Regions from separate parts of the Oryzias latipes genome. Here region 1 is linked to region 2. Evidence: chromatin contacts called from public Hi-C data. All regions are on one chromosome and are shown on one strand. Each heading gives the region's core, a stretch centred on a gene start, on an enhancer-like site or on the middle of the called end of the contact. The rest is flanking DNA. Distances are from core to core; before and after follow the strand shown.

The links. A called contact is a pair of places that touch in the nucleus more often than the background predicts.
Region 1: a contact with region 2 is called in a Hi-C map of fibroblasts, with 2.2 times the contacts expected there. The contact joins two enhancer-like sites. A contact is called at or near these places in 4 of 5 Hi-C or Micro-C datasets (embryo, fibroblasts and gastrula embryo).

What each region holds. Positions count from the first base shown.
Region 1 is chr4:14,412,440-14,415,302 of ASM223467v1, forward strand. It overlaps a transcript of lhx9 not described here. Among protein-coding and RNA genes, the nearest start is that of nek7, 8.1 kb to the right of the region's middle. Within about 2 kb of position 1,267, at least 2 of the 8 cell types and tissues checked have an H3K27ac peak or open chromatin away from gene starts, as enhancers often do.
Region 2 is chr4:14,334,277-14,337,166 of ASM223467v1, forward strand. dennd1b (DENN domain-containing protein 1B) reads right to left here. Exons shown (of 23, transcript XM_011474042.3): 5 at 2,344-2,463. Among protein-coding and RNA genes, the nearest start is that of dennd1b, 48 kb to the right of the region's middle. Within about 2 kb of position 1,370, at least 2 of the 8 cell types and tissues checked have an H3K27ac peak or open chromatin away from gene starts, as enhancers often do.

The DNA of each region.
Region 1 (2,863 bases), core at 17-2,516, 78 kb after region 2:
TTTTTTTTCAAACAAATTTTGTCCAAAGTGAAGAAACCCAACAGTGTATGATAATCATGATAATCATGCCAACGCTGTGTGAACAGAAGTCTGTACCGGACCGATAAATGGGCTGAAATACAGTCAAATGTAACATAGTTTATGGGAACCCAACAGAATGGCAGGACATGATTGGAAGAGGGTTGACTGACCTCCTGCATGAGCAGAGTGAAACTGAGATCATATGGATGTTTTTGGTATGAACACACATAAACGCACACCACCCCTCATTACTGCTCCTACAATGCAACACACACACACACACACACCCACACACACCCACACACACACACACACACACACACACACATATATATAAATATATATATCGCTGCCCCCAAACCCCCCACCACCCCACACCTCCTCCACCCCACACCCACTGTTGTGTAAGCTTGCTAAGTAGAAGTTTTCTTTTGTTACGAGTGTCGTTTCGTAAACACATGGCCTCCTTGAAACTCGGCAGCAGGATGCCCATCAAAGATGATGAGTGCATGAAGAGGACTGCAGAGCTGGAGCTTTGCCATCTGGCTGTAACGAGAGAAGGAAGTGGGGAAAAAAAGATGAAGCAGACAAAGAAGAGATTCTCATTTTGCATGCACCTCATCCTCTATTTAACATTTTCCTTGAGATGTGTATTATTGTCTTTGATTGAATTGTACAGTCTATTGTCAGCTGCAAAATAAAGCACATGGATTATCGGTCATGCGCATATTACCTCATATGAGAAAAAAAAACACCACTGGAAAAATATAAGATTTAACCCTGTTTGTTATTGACTTCCAGCTAAACGTAAAACATCCATGGTTTCTAAATTTATTACTGTGGATAATATTAAAAACAGAGTTTTCATTTGAACATCTGCATAACTTTAAGCTCCATTTTTCATTCAGATCTACACCTCCATTTATTTAAAATAAAAGTCATGCACACATAATTGCTTTTATTTTATTTTTTAAAAATTGGGTGTACAAGTTTGAGTATACCAGCTGCCATATGAGTAACAAAAATTTATGGGTGTCATAATAGTTGGAAAGAGTGTGGGGAGGAAACAGAAAAAAAAGAAGGAAATGAGGGAGAGAGAAAGAGAGACCAAAGCCACATGGAGACTGGTGAGCAGGCTGGTGTTGAATTCCAAAAATGTGGGAAACAGCAAACACTTCAGTCAGTCCAAGAGGAAACCTCAGTCGCCAGGGTGCCTGTGTGCGCTGTGGCAGCAGGGCTGTGTTCCACCGTCTGATGGGAGGAAAGTGGGCAGGTTGACACCACAGAGCTACGGGAAGCCCGGCTGCAGCGGAAACACAAACAAACACAGCCTTCCACGCATTCCTTCAGAGCTGCTGGATGAAAATTCTGGACATCGCGGGTCTTGTGTTGACAAGAAATGCAGGGCTTCTCTGTTTCTGACTGAAATGCAACTTACCTATTGGATTGTGTATGCATACACACAAACATCCACACACATATACAGAATTGATATATATTAGGAGTGTAACAATTCATTTGAACAATTATTTGATTCATATAAAAATTTGTTGTTGACGATACTGTTCATAGTAGATATCATTTCATTTTAAAACAATCCAATTCAGTTCACTGACTTAATATTGATCCAGAACATCTTTAGCCAAGACTTTAACCAGTGTGACTCAGAGATAAATACCTTAGTTCTGAACAGTGTAAGTGACGATTTCCAGTATTCTTGTATTTCTTGCAATATAATTAAGTGTAAATTAAAAATGTGGACAAACAACTAAATGTGAATTAACGGCAAATCCGTTCACATTTTTGTTTCCTTAAGTACAACCCACTGTTATTTTTCCACATCCAAATATATCCAAATATTGTTAGAACATTCTTCCACACTGTATATTCCCATGTCTTTGCTAAATTCACATTAGACGGTAATGATGGCACTGATGACATCATAATTTTCTGTGTTGTCCACTGTGATGCACTTGGTTGTTTTTTACGTTATAGTAAAATAAACTTACTGTGTCTTAATCCAAATGAGATTTTCAAATATCGATTTTGATCAATTTATTTAATTTTATTCTGAACTGAGATTATAAAGGTACAAGTTGATTCACATAACAACTTACCTCAGACAAATCTATCTAGTTGGATTGTAGGAATACAATAAAATAACATGTATATCAATTCATCTATATATATTTATGAGTATTAATTGACTTAATATATATACAAATTGAATCTGATATCAGCCTTCTTGTCAGCAAGTTGATTTAGCCAGTCCAGCTATTTCTTATATAAGTCGTCCGAGAGGTGAAATAAATCAACTGAATTTCTAACATTCTGGTGTTTATGTGCAAAAACATGTTGTTAATGTAAAGAAATGCTGTTGTACTGACTGGTGTTGGATGTAACAAATCTTTCCGAATATCACAAAAGGACATCAGCGCAGCAACAGGTAAGAAAAGAGACCTTTCTGTCAGCTCACATCTCTCCCTTTTCTTTTATCTCGTCCTCCAGTTGCAGAAAACGACAGCTGTGCAATCTGACCAAAACATTGCTGACAACACAACATATTTTCTGTCATGTGGGAACTTTCTTTATAAAACTTGGGGGATTTTGACAAATGTGAGACAGGGGAAAGAAAACAAGGCTTCAGAAAAAGCATTTCGAACAGAAGCCGAAAGCTAATCCAAAAGTTTTCAAGCTTTCATTTTTCTCTTATGGAATTTACCAACATAGAGACATTCAAGATATTTAAGACATTAAATTGAGGTTTGACTGTCTTTGGGAGCCCTTTGGGGATCATTTACAGCATATCATAAATGTAAATAGGTAGAAAGTGTAGCTGCAG
Region 2 (2,890 bases), core at 120-2,619:
AAAACTTGAGCGTTTTCAGAAAACTAAAGACTGAAAGTTTATGTTGTAGCTCTCTTAAGCTGCCACAAACTATGGAAGTCTAGGCACTTTTATTGATGCTCCTCCAATGAGTCTTAAATCTTTCTTAATGTATAGGCATTTGTAATCGTAAGTCAGTGTACACTTTGTGGAAAATTGCGTGACACATTTACTTTCTCAGGTCTGGGGTTAAGTACAGGGAAGGAAGTGTCTTCGAACACCTGAAGAAGTGGCCACGAGCAGCAGCATAATTCCTGAAATTGTCAGCTGGAGCCCCAAATGGAATTTTGTTTTCTTTTTAGCTACAAATAATTAGAAAAGGTCCAAACACAAAAAAATATGTTTTTTTTTTTAAAGAAAATTATGAATTGATGTGGGAAGGGGGAGAAAAAGTAGTTTTTTTTTTGTATTTATTTATTTTTTATTTTAATTATTTTTTGGTGTGTGTGCCTGGAAGAGAGAGGCCTTTTCCTCATGACCACGACATAAGCAATGAGACCACAAAGACCTGTCCACATAAAGCTGTCCTACTCATTAAGGCACTTCCTCCTGTGAGCAGAGGTGACAATTTTATGATCCAAGCACTTCAGCAATCACAGACGCAAACTGTTGTAATGACTTTTATTTTATATTCAGAGGAAACACTTAAATAAACAGTAACAGGGCAGCCTGGCAATTTTATTTTACATTTTAACTGGACAGTCGTGAAAATTTACTTTAGACTTTTAACATGACATTTTTATTGATTTCTCTTTGGTGCCAACGAAATAAAATAGCTTTTTTGTTCTTTTTTCATTATTTTTTCCCCCCAAAGATTTAATTTAAAAACTTGCATAAAAGTATGCATTTCTTACATTTCTAAAATAAGATACTTTTTATGCTTTGGACTGTTTTCATTTGTATTTTGCCAACACAGAGGAGCAATTATAGAATAAACAGGGGGAAGAAATCAGGAGAGGAAAACATAACTGGGGAGCACAAAACAAATTTCAATTAACCAAAAAAAAAATCTATACATTTTATTATTTTAAATGAAGCAAGTCATGCAAACTACTCAGAATGCATAATGAATTTTATACATCATATGTCAAATGAATTAGCATGTCTAACTCAGCGAGAGGGACAGGGGAGCCTCTACTAATTGGCAGTGAAGCTTCATGCATAATTATGGGCCAAGCGTCTTTGCTGTCGCTCTGTGGCAGTAGCCGAATAACGAGGAGAAAAGAGAGGAAGAGACGGAGGGAGAGACAGAGAGCATGAGACGAAGAGGGAGAGAAAAGAAAAACAAAGGCCATGGAAGCTGGCCGGGAAGGGTGGGTGGTGTGTGCGTCTGTGTGTGTGTGTGTGGGGCACCGAGCTTCACAGCAGCTCATGCAGGCAGCGACAAACCCACGACTGTCCATCAACAGCCACACACTCGCACAAACACACACACACAGGCGAACAGCCCTGACAGGAGCGCTGGTTCACTAACAGAGAACAAGGAAAGGCTTTGTGCTCTTTTTCCAGCTTGTTGTTTGTTAAACTGCTCACTACATTAATTAAAAATTCATTCATTTTGGACTTTTTTTTCCAGTTTTTATTAAAGTGTGTGAGTTTGTCCCATGAGAGTTTCACAAGAATGCTTCTTTTTAAACACAGAGTAATTACATATAAACACTTGCCATAATGGAGGAGTCAACTGTTTATAAATTTTGTTGGAGCTTAAATATGTGAAGAAAAACTTATTTAACATTTAAACATGCGCTGATAATATAACCAGTATTAAAATATATCCTTTTATAAAGAAGAACAAGCTGCTAAACATTTAGATATTAGGAGATATACCTTAGTTACATATTTGTGTGGGCAGATGAGAAATATGAATTTGTAATTTTGGCTTCGTGAAGATGTGTGTAAAGAGCAAAAAATAATTGAAGAGGCTGGGTCAGAAATGTGTGTCCTCTTTTAAGATCAGCTATTTTCAAAAAAAGTTTTCCCTCATAAGAATTAAATACAGCGGCTAAAAAATACATATTTATAATAATAAAAATGTAGCTTACTTTTATTTTAGAGTATTTAAAAAAAATAAAAACCATTTCGGGCTTTCTTAATAAAGTAGGTTGGGAAAAAAGTATTTTTTAATATATTTTTTTATTAATTAAAAGACTTAAAGTGAAAAGTTAAATGTAGTGTTGTGTTTGTATTTTAGAAAAATCAAACTCTGTTTTGACATTTGGAATTGATGATGGTGTAAAATCTATATTAATAATAGCTAAAATAATTTTTAAAATACTTTGAATGTTTAAGCCATATTTTGCAGACAAAGTTGAAAAAGTATATTACCTGAGAAGACATATGCAGACCCGGCAGCCTTGAGTGAGTCGACAGAAACCAAACCTCTGCTTGCTGTCAATATCCGTGAGCACAAAGGTAAAATTCTGTCCCACTTGATTCTGGGAAACCCTATCCCAGAAGGGAAAAAATATATATAGTTTAGGCACACAAGCACCTCAAGCCGAAATAACCAGAAGCACATCAATAAAATATAGTACGTAGTATAAATCCAAGATTTTTTAATTGTGTAAAAATCCAAATTTTGATCAGCTTAATCATACAAACTCTACAATCAAAGTGACTGACAAATGGTTGAAAGTGATATCAAACATTTTAAGTTTGAGTGCAGGGAAGACTAAAAAATAAGCATGTAGCTCAGCTCACAAGTCCACCACTAGATGGCAGCAGTTCAGCTTCAGTGAAACAGCAACTCCACTGTGTCTCTGACTTCCACAGTCACAGCTTTTCTGGAACTCATTTAGCGGGGCCAGGTTATTTGAATATCCAGCTTTTGCTGGGCCACACAATATTGTTTGCTGATAAGACAAGGTAATAC